2 separate regions of the Gossypium arboreum genome follow, and region 2 is linked to region 1. The links are chromatin contacts, called in public Hi-C maps. All regions are on one chromosome and are shown on one strand. The core of a region is the stretch at or near the end of the contact, and the rest is flanking DNA. Distances in the headings are between cores, read along the strand shown. Region 1 holds the start of LOC108469888 (E3 ubiquitin-protein ligase RGLG3). Region 2 holds the start of LOC108460349 (probable methyltransferase PMT26).

Region 1 (4,918 bases), core at 1,099-3,598:
GATGATAATAAGTTTGCCAGGCGCAATTTCTGAAGGATATGAACATTGATCTGTTCCTCTATGTCAAAATATACTTGGATTAGAAGGAAAAACAATAAAATTAGTCAAAGATTTCTTAACCCTTCTATTTTCATATATTGGACCACTTAATCTTTAGTCCAAAACCAAATTTCTTTTCTGCTGAATCCTTGTTTACTGCTGAACATGTGATCTTAGTTCTACCTCAATCCCTCTTTGTTTCTCAATGTATTTAATTACTCCAGCTAATGTGCATCATCAGCCTGCATTCAATAATTTAAAACCATCCAAATCATCCTTTAAATTTAAGATGAATGATTTTGTATTAATCTTTCCATGATAACCAACCAGTTCTGGAATTAATTTTTTGCTGTTCAATATGTTTAAATTTAAGGTATCAGTTCGAAACATCAGAACAGGTCACTTTTCTTTCTAGACTGGCAATTGACTGTGAAAGTGTTATTTTTCAAACAAGACTAAGCAGCCACCCAAAAAAAAAAAAAAAAAACAAAGAATATGCCATTCTATAATGGTATGAGCCATATTTTCACCTTATGAGTTGAACTATCAACAAATAATATCTCCTATTATACAAATTAATAATTCAAAGCTAAAGTAACAGTAAAAACCTGATCCAAAGAACTAAAATTGTCAGGTATAAACGGGGCTTGCTGCCTGGGTTGATAGTTTCGATCCATTGAACTTCCTGCTAGGGAAGAAGGTTCATAAGAAGGTTGATGCCAAAAGTCAGTTTGAAGCGAATCATCATATCCTGATTCTGTATTTCCCATACCTGAGGTGAGGAATTGGTACCTTTACTAAAACAGAAACACATCTTTACAATTGTCAGGAAATGCTAATTTATTCTTTCCTTTTTCATTTTTTTTCAAAGAAGACTAGTTTATTCTTACATACAAATACCGCATAAGGCACAACACTTACAGTTTCTTTTTCAAGCATTTACTCTCTCAGAGCTTCATTCATTAACTTGCATTGCAAAGAGTTCCATTCCAGCATATACGAATTCAGCCTCAGGTGAGAAACTAAAATTTATAACCAACTACTTTAAAAAATAATAAGAGCTAGGATACAAATAACTTCAAGAACTGCTACAATTCATGCAGAGATGAATTTACAAGATTCCGAATTCAAAAACAAACAATAATTTTGAAAAGGGTTAATAAAAAAAATGTGTGATCTTACTTCTAAATGGAACAATTCTAATAGCAATATTTACCATTTAATCAATGATTTTGCTTACAACTGATCACTTTTACTCTATAGAAAACTCGTGGAAATAAAACGCCAATTCAATACAGATAGGAGAAGCCATTTTCTTTAAAAAACTAAATAAATCAAACCCAAGTCAAGATGATACAGATTAGCCCTTTCTTCTTGCACGAAAGATCATACAATTTCCGAAGGAATTGAAGTTATATATCTTTTCCAGTTTCAAATTAGAGTATTTATGTGTTTCCATGACACTTTTAAGACCCCAAAATTTTGGACAAATTCCACTAGAAAATAAGCAAAAAGAAAACAGCAATAAAGAAAATATTAACTCAGAAAAGCATATATATACCCCTAAAAAATCCAAAACAGTTTAACAGAGCCACAACCTTTATCTATCTGAAGTTTGTTTATCTATCATAAATCCTATAATTTCCATTTTAAAAGCAATAAGAAGCTAAGAAACCATAGAAAATAAAATAAAAACTAAAACGTTCAAAGCTGGATTTGCTATTCCAAAACTCCCCCTTTTTAACTTCTTCGATAATCATATCCAGCAATCAACTAGAAATTTATGGGAAAAAAATGGATTTCTCTATTAGATGAAAACAACTTTATACTCAGTTTCTTTAATTAGACCCATTTCTATTTTCATCCAACTTACTTCCTAGCAATAAGAATAATCTAAATTAATTCAAATTCCATTCCTTCAATAAAAATCATATATACACTAAAGAAATGAAGAAACAGATCAAAGATGGTAAAAGTAATCCAACAAATGCAAAAATTAAAATTAAAAAGAAGAGGAAGAAGTCATTTGCATGGAAACAAAGGGAACTTTGTTGAGAAAGTTACCTTTCTGATAAGAGAGAGAAAAGAAAAACGAACAGTGATGAAGATTCAATTGGATTGAAATCTGTTTGAGTATAAAAAAACGATATTCATGAATAAAGACGCTTTTGTTGACGATTTTTTAGAATTTTTCATGGCTTTTCTTTTCTTGTCCGACGGTTCACTAGTCTTATTTCAGTTTCAACACCCGAATATTCTAGTCCTACAGGACTACTTCCATTATTTGCTGTCACAGTCCAGTAATTATCGTTGGATTCATTATCTTTTGCTGCCATGTAGATTTGTAACAGATTCGTTGACTTTGCTAGCCAATAGTGATCAGAACGTGGACCAGATTAGTACGTTATATATACATATATCATATAATATAAAAATATTCCTAAAAAATTATCTTTTTCTTTCTTTCTTTTTTAACTTTTTTAATTCTATTAGTATTGATATTGTTATTATAGTTGGAATATGTGAGTGCTCAAATGCTCTTTATCCTTTTATTTAAAAGTTAGAAAAATTATGAATAATTTTAAATATATTATAAAAATCATTCATCAATTCAATGATTGAAAAAGAATGCATCGTGTTAATTATTTATTAAATAAATTATCATTACAAATCGGTAGAGCAAGTCACCAAATAGAAATATTCTATCACACAAAAGAGCATAATAATTTGTATTGAAAAAAGAGAAGATTTTAGCAAAATATAAATTTGAAAAATAAATTTAAACAAAAATTGAGAACATGTCAAACCTAATGAAGGACTTTTTTGACTCAGGCCCAAATTAGCATGCTTACACATCTCTCTCCTCCCCACAGCTCATCCATGCCAAAGCCCAAAAGAAAAAGGACCCAAACTGAAAAGTGACAACCCTTTTGTCCTATACATCCAAGTACCCCAAACTTTAAAGACTAAAAAGTGAAAACCTAGCTACTACTTTCAAGTGTCAGCAGAAGCTTTTAGTTGAATCAACATTTCAGTATTTCCCTAATCAGGTCTAAATCTCCTTTTTTTTTTTCTTTTTCTTTATTCAACATTTTAGTTGGATTTTGTCTTCTTCTTTTTTTGTAGATTTATAATTTTTTGGTGATTTTTAGAGAAAAATAATTGAAAAAATGAACTATTGAAATTTAAAAATTGCAACAGATGAAGTCAAGAACTTTTTTGGGTAAGGTTATGGTAATTAAAAATGGTGGTCACGGTGGTTAGAAGTGGAGGAGAAACCGGAAAGAAACTTTTTTTTTTTTAGTTTTTCTAAGTTTAATAAAAAGAAAATGAAAATGAACAGATTGAGAAAAGAGAAAAGTATGGAATGATTAAAAAAGGCTTTAACTTGTATATTTCCAAAAATAAATATTTTATTAAATTATATTTAAAATTATTTTAAATAAAAATTTAATAATACTTTTTGAACTTATCTAAAATATTTTTAATTTATATTTAACATTTTTTAATAGATCCCTGTACTTGTCTATAAATTTTAAAGGTCTAGTTGAACCCCACGCTATTGACTTTTGTTAATAAACAAATTTTCCTCTCTTTAAATTTTAATCCATATGTTTAAGCTTTACATGATTAATCAGTCTTCCATATTGCTTAATGATTTTCAGTAGGTACTTGATATGCATGGGTGAATTAAACATATATGCTGATTTTTTTTTAATTTAAGTAATTATATTTTTTTATTTACCAGGATCTATTTTTTTTAGCAGAGAAATAAAAACAAGACCTACAAGACGCGTTTTCACTTTGTTAAATTTTTTTCTTGCAATTGGAAATTAGAAGTTTATAGATTTATTTTTATTTGTGTTTGAGATAAACATTGTTTTAGTTTTAACGTATGTTTGAATTTACGGTGATGCCGTGGAGCGCGGTGACCTAAAAATTTCTCCTGCCGTGTGAGGATGGAGCCATCACCTGAGAAGCCAGGATTGCATTGCAACTTAAGGTCCCAGTTGGCGCAGATTAAACAGTCACAGGCTGAAGTGTATATAGGGCTTCAAGTTTACAAAAGTCATGCTGTCAAAGGATGGAGTATAACAAAGGGGCTAGTTGAAAGTGGTTATGCAGACACGACAACGAGTTTCACCTCATCAGTAGAGGATGTTTTATAAAACTCATGAAGTCTAAGATCATGGTCATATAAAAAAACATAGAGGCCTTCCAATATAATCAAGTAATTCGTTTTATTCGTCTTTACCAAAAGCGGTGAACTCGTTACTATAACCTGTGACAGAGTTGGCAGCAATAAGGTTTCCAATAGAGAGGAGTTGTGTGGTGCAGAAAAGATAAATTGCGAATCAGACCGACAGCGGTTGCTTGGTGAAACATGAATCTGGTCAGCACTTGTTGTCTGTTGATTATTGGCAACAAGTGCCGACCCAATTCACGTTTCACCAAGCAAATGTTGTCATCTCGATTAATGTTTCATCTTTTCTGCACTGCACGACAATTCCTCTTAGCTGGAAACCCTATTTTCACCAACTCTGTCACAGGTTAATTAATTTGTCGTAATTTGGTGTAGCAGATTAAACTAGTTTTCATACTTAAGGAGCTTGAATACAAGCATTTTCATTATGTGTTAGTTATGTTGTCATAGTTTAGTTTAAATTCAATAAAAAGTATATTTTGAGTATTTTATTGACCTTAGGGGCCGAATAAGGCCTAAAGGTGAGCTAGTATACTTAGTGAGTGTGCAGGAGGCCACCTAAGGGTGTAGAACTCAATATTGGTCACTGTGTTGCAACACGGGGAGTTTGATGTTGCAACATAGGGAGCAAAATACAAGAATTCTAAGATTGTCTTTGGTGTCACGACACAGCCA
Region 2 (4,918 bases), core at 940-3,439, 220 kb after region 1:
AGAACAAATTGCAAGAGGATATAATATCAACCATGAACAAACTAATATATGATGATAGATTACAGAAATCAAAATAGCAGATGCCTTACAAGAAACATAACTGATATATCATAACAATTGATCACGTATGATAAGAATTACCACTGTAATAATAGAGAACAAAAATGTGAAGACAATACATTCATTTGGAGCACTCACCTCTTCTATGAAGTCGATATAATGAAGCGCGCCGTGCTTAAACTGGGTTCCACCACCAGGAAATGTGAGGTATTCTCCAGTAACTTTCACCCAATTCTGATGCCCCTTAATTTGTGCCAATTTGGTATGGGGAACATTGTAGTACCAAATCTGCCGCGGCAGGAAAATATTTGTTACTGCATCTGATCAAGCCAAATATCAGAGCCAAAAAATGAACTAGCACATGTTATGTTAAAGTACCTTTTCCCTGCTTTTTGGCCACTCAATTGGACGCTTATATCGTTCAGGAAGAGGAACAAGGCAGGTTGGTGGTTCTTCTGGACAGTGCCTCTCTCGATGTTCATAATGTTTAGTAGAAGGAAGATGCCTGATTGCTTCCAAATTGTCAAGGCATGGGATATAATCAGGCCCCGCAGTGGAATTGCACAGCTTCCAACTATATTTCTTGGATGATAACTGAGTTTCCTTTTCAATCTTTGATTCTGTCGCCTGAGTAGAGAACGATCCAGTTTGGGTCACGGTTTCATTCAAAAGTTCAGATTGAGCACCAGATGGGAAAACTTCATTTGAGCTCTGGTTTTTCAGCTGACCATCATCTTTTGGTTCATCAGAGCTTTTTTCCAACTCATTATTATCATTTTGATCAACCTTCTCTTCTATCTGATTATCCGCCTGATCGCCATTAGTTTCGGAGGAGCTTTCATCTTGTTTCTTGTCACCATCATCAAGATCAGATTTCTCATTGTTCTCTTCAGATTTCTTGTCATTCTCATTTGAATCAGATTTCTTGTCAGTCTCATCCGAATCAGATTTCTTGTCGTCAGAATTCTCTAGGGAATCCCCTTGTCCACCCGAGTCGTCACCACTTTTCTCTCCACCTTCTGAAGCTGACTGCTCATCATGCTTCTTGGACTCATCCATTTGAGTGTCTTCATTTTTATCCTGATTTTCTTGTGTATTCAAGTTACCTTTACCATCATTTTCAGCTAAACTCACGTTCCCGTCCCCTTTGGTGGCATCATCAAGTAAATCCCCGCGGTTATCTTCAAAGTCTGAGGTGTTACTGCTGTCATTGTTATCACTGGTTACCGGTGTAACCTGATCTTCAACCTGATTTTTCTTTTCCTCAGCCGATCCGTTCCCGGTTTCAACAGGGACAACCGAGGACGACGTCAACATCCAAATCCCAACTAAACATAATCCCACGAAAACCACAATAGTGACAGTGGAACAATAACTCGAAGACGATTTCCTATTATTATTATTATTATCTACTCTACTATATTTCCCTAACGCCATGATCACTCAGTATTCCCTTCCTTTCTAGTCAATACTTCAAAATTCCACACCTGAAATCTATTTTCAAAAATAAAAGTTCAAAACTATATTTCAACGAAAAGCTAATGATTCATTAAAAAAAATGCAGCTCAAATAAGATCTAATAGAATTAAAAGCAAACACTAGCATATATAAACAAGTAACTACATATTTCAAAATTATAGTCAGAAACAACCAGATCTAGTCAAAATCCAACTAGATCTACAACAAACAAAGAAAACGAAATTTACCAGAAAATCCAAAACTGAAGAGATCTGAAAGAGAAAATTCTTAACTATCTTTACTGCTTCATTGTTTCTGCATTAAGCAAAGAATTCTAGCTTATAGCTGTCAATGGAAATTAAGGGGAAAAAAGCAATGAGAAAAAAGAAATCTAATTGATGGTTTAATACAAGGGAACTAGATTTTAGAGTTTATATAAGGAGAAAACAAGGCGTTGAAGAGACTAGAGAGAGCTAAAGTGACGGCCAAGGTAAAAGGAAAAAGCCGCGGAATCAATAAGAGGTATTTTTATTTTTGCAAAAAAATAACTATTGGATTGAGGATGCACTAATCAAATGACAATTTTGCCATTTTACAGATTGTATAACATGTTTTTGTTATGAAACGGAGAATAAATACAATAAAAAAACATAGAGATAGATGAATAAGGATATTTATAATCCTCTTCAAAGTTTATATATATAGATAAAATTTAAAAAAATATTATAGTGAAGGAAAAAAGTACTTGTATCTATAATGTATATAACATATTGTTTCATTCAAAATCTTATCTGAAAAATCTAATAGGACAAAACATTATTTTAGTAAAAAAAAGTACAACACGTATTTATTCTACTTATAAAAACATCACATAAGTATTTATATCGCCATTCTTTTGAAAGTCATAAGTGAGGAGAAATTTGGGGAAAATATGTGTTGATCTCTTTAGGAGTTTGCACAATAATCATCATAAACTTTGATCACGATCCTTCTATAAAAACATATGTTCAAATCAATTCAATAAATATTTACGAAAATATATTGAACAATTTCCTAATAATTTATATATGCTTCTAACATTCCAAATTTTTCAAAGATTTTAATATAAACGTCACTATATGGTGATTCATATAAAAATTGTAACAACTATCATTAGACGTATATCAAATTCTCATGAACTGTTACATTAATAAGATATCTAAAAGTTATTACATCCACCACAAAAGAATATTTTCATAATCAATGCCAAGACTTAGTGAAAAACTTTATATTTCTTATTTCTTTTTCGCAAAACTACTTCATTTGAACTCTCACTGGCTTTACACATTTAAATATTTGGACTATTGGTCCAAAAACTTCACGAATTTAATTCTACTTGAGTTGTATCTTTCTATTTTGACCAAAATATTTTATGTAAATATTTCTGAACAAATTTTGTAACACCCCTAACCCATATTCGTCTCCAGTACAAGGTTACGGAGTATTACCGGAGTTTATAGAACAAATATAGTTAATTCATATCATTTACTATTCATATTCGAAATCAATCATATTGTCCCTTAAATGAGCCCTCGAGACCCAAAATATGCATTTAAAACAAGTCAGGACTAAACTGGGAACTCAAAGAATTTTTTGCAAAATCTCAAAAATTTTCCAATGTGTAAGGGACACACGCCCGTGTGGCTAGGCTGTGTATCTCACACGGTCGAGAGACACACCCGTGTCTCAAGCCGTGTGGACATTCGAAAACCCGTGTCTAAATTAAGGTGGTTACTGACTTGGGTCACACGACCAAGCCACATGCTAGTGTGTTAGGCCGTGTGAACATTTTAATTTACATTAATTAGGTGCAGGGGCACATGGCCAAGTCATACACCCGTGTGCCAGGCCGTATGCCACACAAGGCTGAGACATACGCCCGTGTCTCTGCCCGTGTGAAAAACCTGAGCATTATGTTTTGCAATTTTAAAGATGCAGAGGAGACACGACCGAACCACACGCCCGTGCGCATGGCCATTGTCACACAGGCTGAGACACACGCCTGTGTCTATGCCTGTGTGGACAAAATAAGGCCATTTCCAAGCCTTATTTCTCACCCAAACTGGTCTTTCACCTACATTAACATTTTAACACATTCCCAATCCAATATAAATCATTCAAATCAAGCCAAAATAATTTTTATGTAAGACATATCAAGACATATGCTCAAGTATCTATACTTACCAAAATACCATATGTACATATAGGCATGTTCTATCAATTTTACTATCATAATCAATATGCCTTTATGATTTTCATTAATCATCCATTTCAAACACACATTAAGCATATTAAGACCATTTTATATATCAAAACATACCATTTACAAGCCATACCAATGGCTAATCCCAACCAAACACATATATGCCATCCTTAACAACTTTAGCCTATATATGCCATTATACTCAAAAGAAATTTTTGCTATTTATATCGAAACGAGCTGTAGGATAGTGTGATGTAGCTCCGATCAACTTCCAACCTTTATGAACCTCCAAGTACTATAAAACAATAAAACAGAGTAAGCAATTAATGCTTAGTAAGTTCGTATAACGGAAATTATCTTACCATTCATTTACATTTATGGTAAGCATACAAACACATTCCAAACAACTTGGCCAAAAGCCTAAGCACATAATCTCACCAAACATGTTAGTTATTTATTTCATGTGAATACCAAGAATAAGGATGAGCTCATCAAAAGTCAAGTTCCATGTATTTTATACATATATATATATATATATATATATACACATACGGGTAACAATTCAATTTGGATTCATATGTTCTCATGTCAGGATTTTTGCCCGTTGAATCATTTAAAATATCGATGGATACACGAGTAGTATACACTAAGTGTACAAAACTGTAATCTATCAATTCATATTTGGGAATGCTCATAAGAGCACATAAATGGAAAGTACTCTCTCAAACCATATAACGGGAAGCTCATGTGAGCCATGTAATAGGAGCTTATCCGAGCCTTATAACGAGAAGCTCTTAAGAGCTATAATTAGGAAGCTCATGTGACCCAATAACGGGTAGCTCCGAAGAGCCATAAATCAGGAAGCTCTGGATAGCCATATATCAGAAAGTTTAAGCAAGCCATATTGGGAAGCTTACAAAGAGCCTTTAATCTGGAAGCTCTCGAAGAGCCATATAACGGGACGCTTATAAGAGTTGTAGTGAGTCTACAACACATGCAGAATCACAACCAATCGGGATGCTCTGAAGAGCTATTAACTGGAAGCTCGCAAGAACCATACAACGGGATGCTTGAGAAGGCTTATAACGGGACGCTCTTTCTCCATCGAATTTCATTTATTCAAACGGGACTTGACATTTATCAGTCTTTGTCGGATAT

Evidence for each region. A called contact is a pair of places that touch in the nucleus more often than the background predicts.
Region 2: a Hi-C map of leaf shows a contact between it and region 1, with 4 times the contacts expected there. The contact joins the promoter of LOC108460349 here to the promoter of LOC108469888 in region 1. A contact is called at or near these places in 2 of 5 Hi-C or Micro-C datasets (both in leaf).

The regions. Positions count from the first base shown.
Region 1 is chr12:31,189,546-31,194,463 of ASM2569848v2, forward strand. LOC108469888 (E3 ubiquitin-protein ligase RGLG3) reads right to left here and starts at 2,349. Exons shown (of 13, transcript XM_053023040.1): 1 at 2,104-2,349; 2 at 812-831; 3 at 648-724. The coding sequence starts at 716.
Region 2 is chr12:31,414,320-31,419,237 of ASM2569848v2, forward strand. It overlaps LOC108460349 (probable methyltransferase PMT26), which reads right to left and starts at 2,190. Exons shown (of 9, transcript XM_017759806.2): 1 at 1,767-2,190; 2 at 439-1,554; 3 at 199-348. The coding sequence starts at 1,497.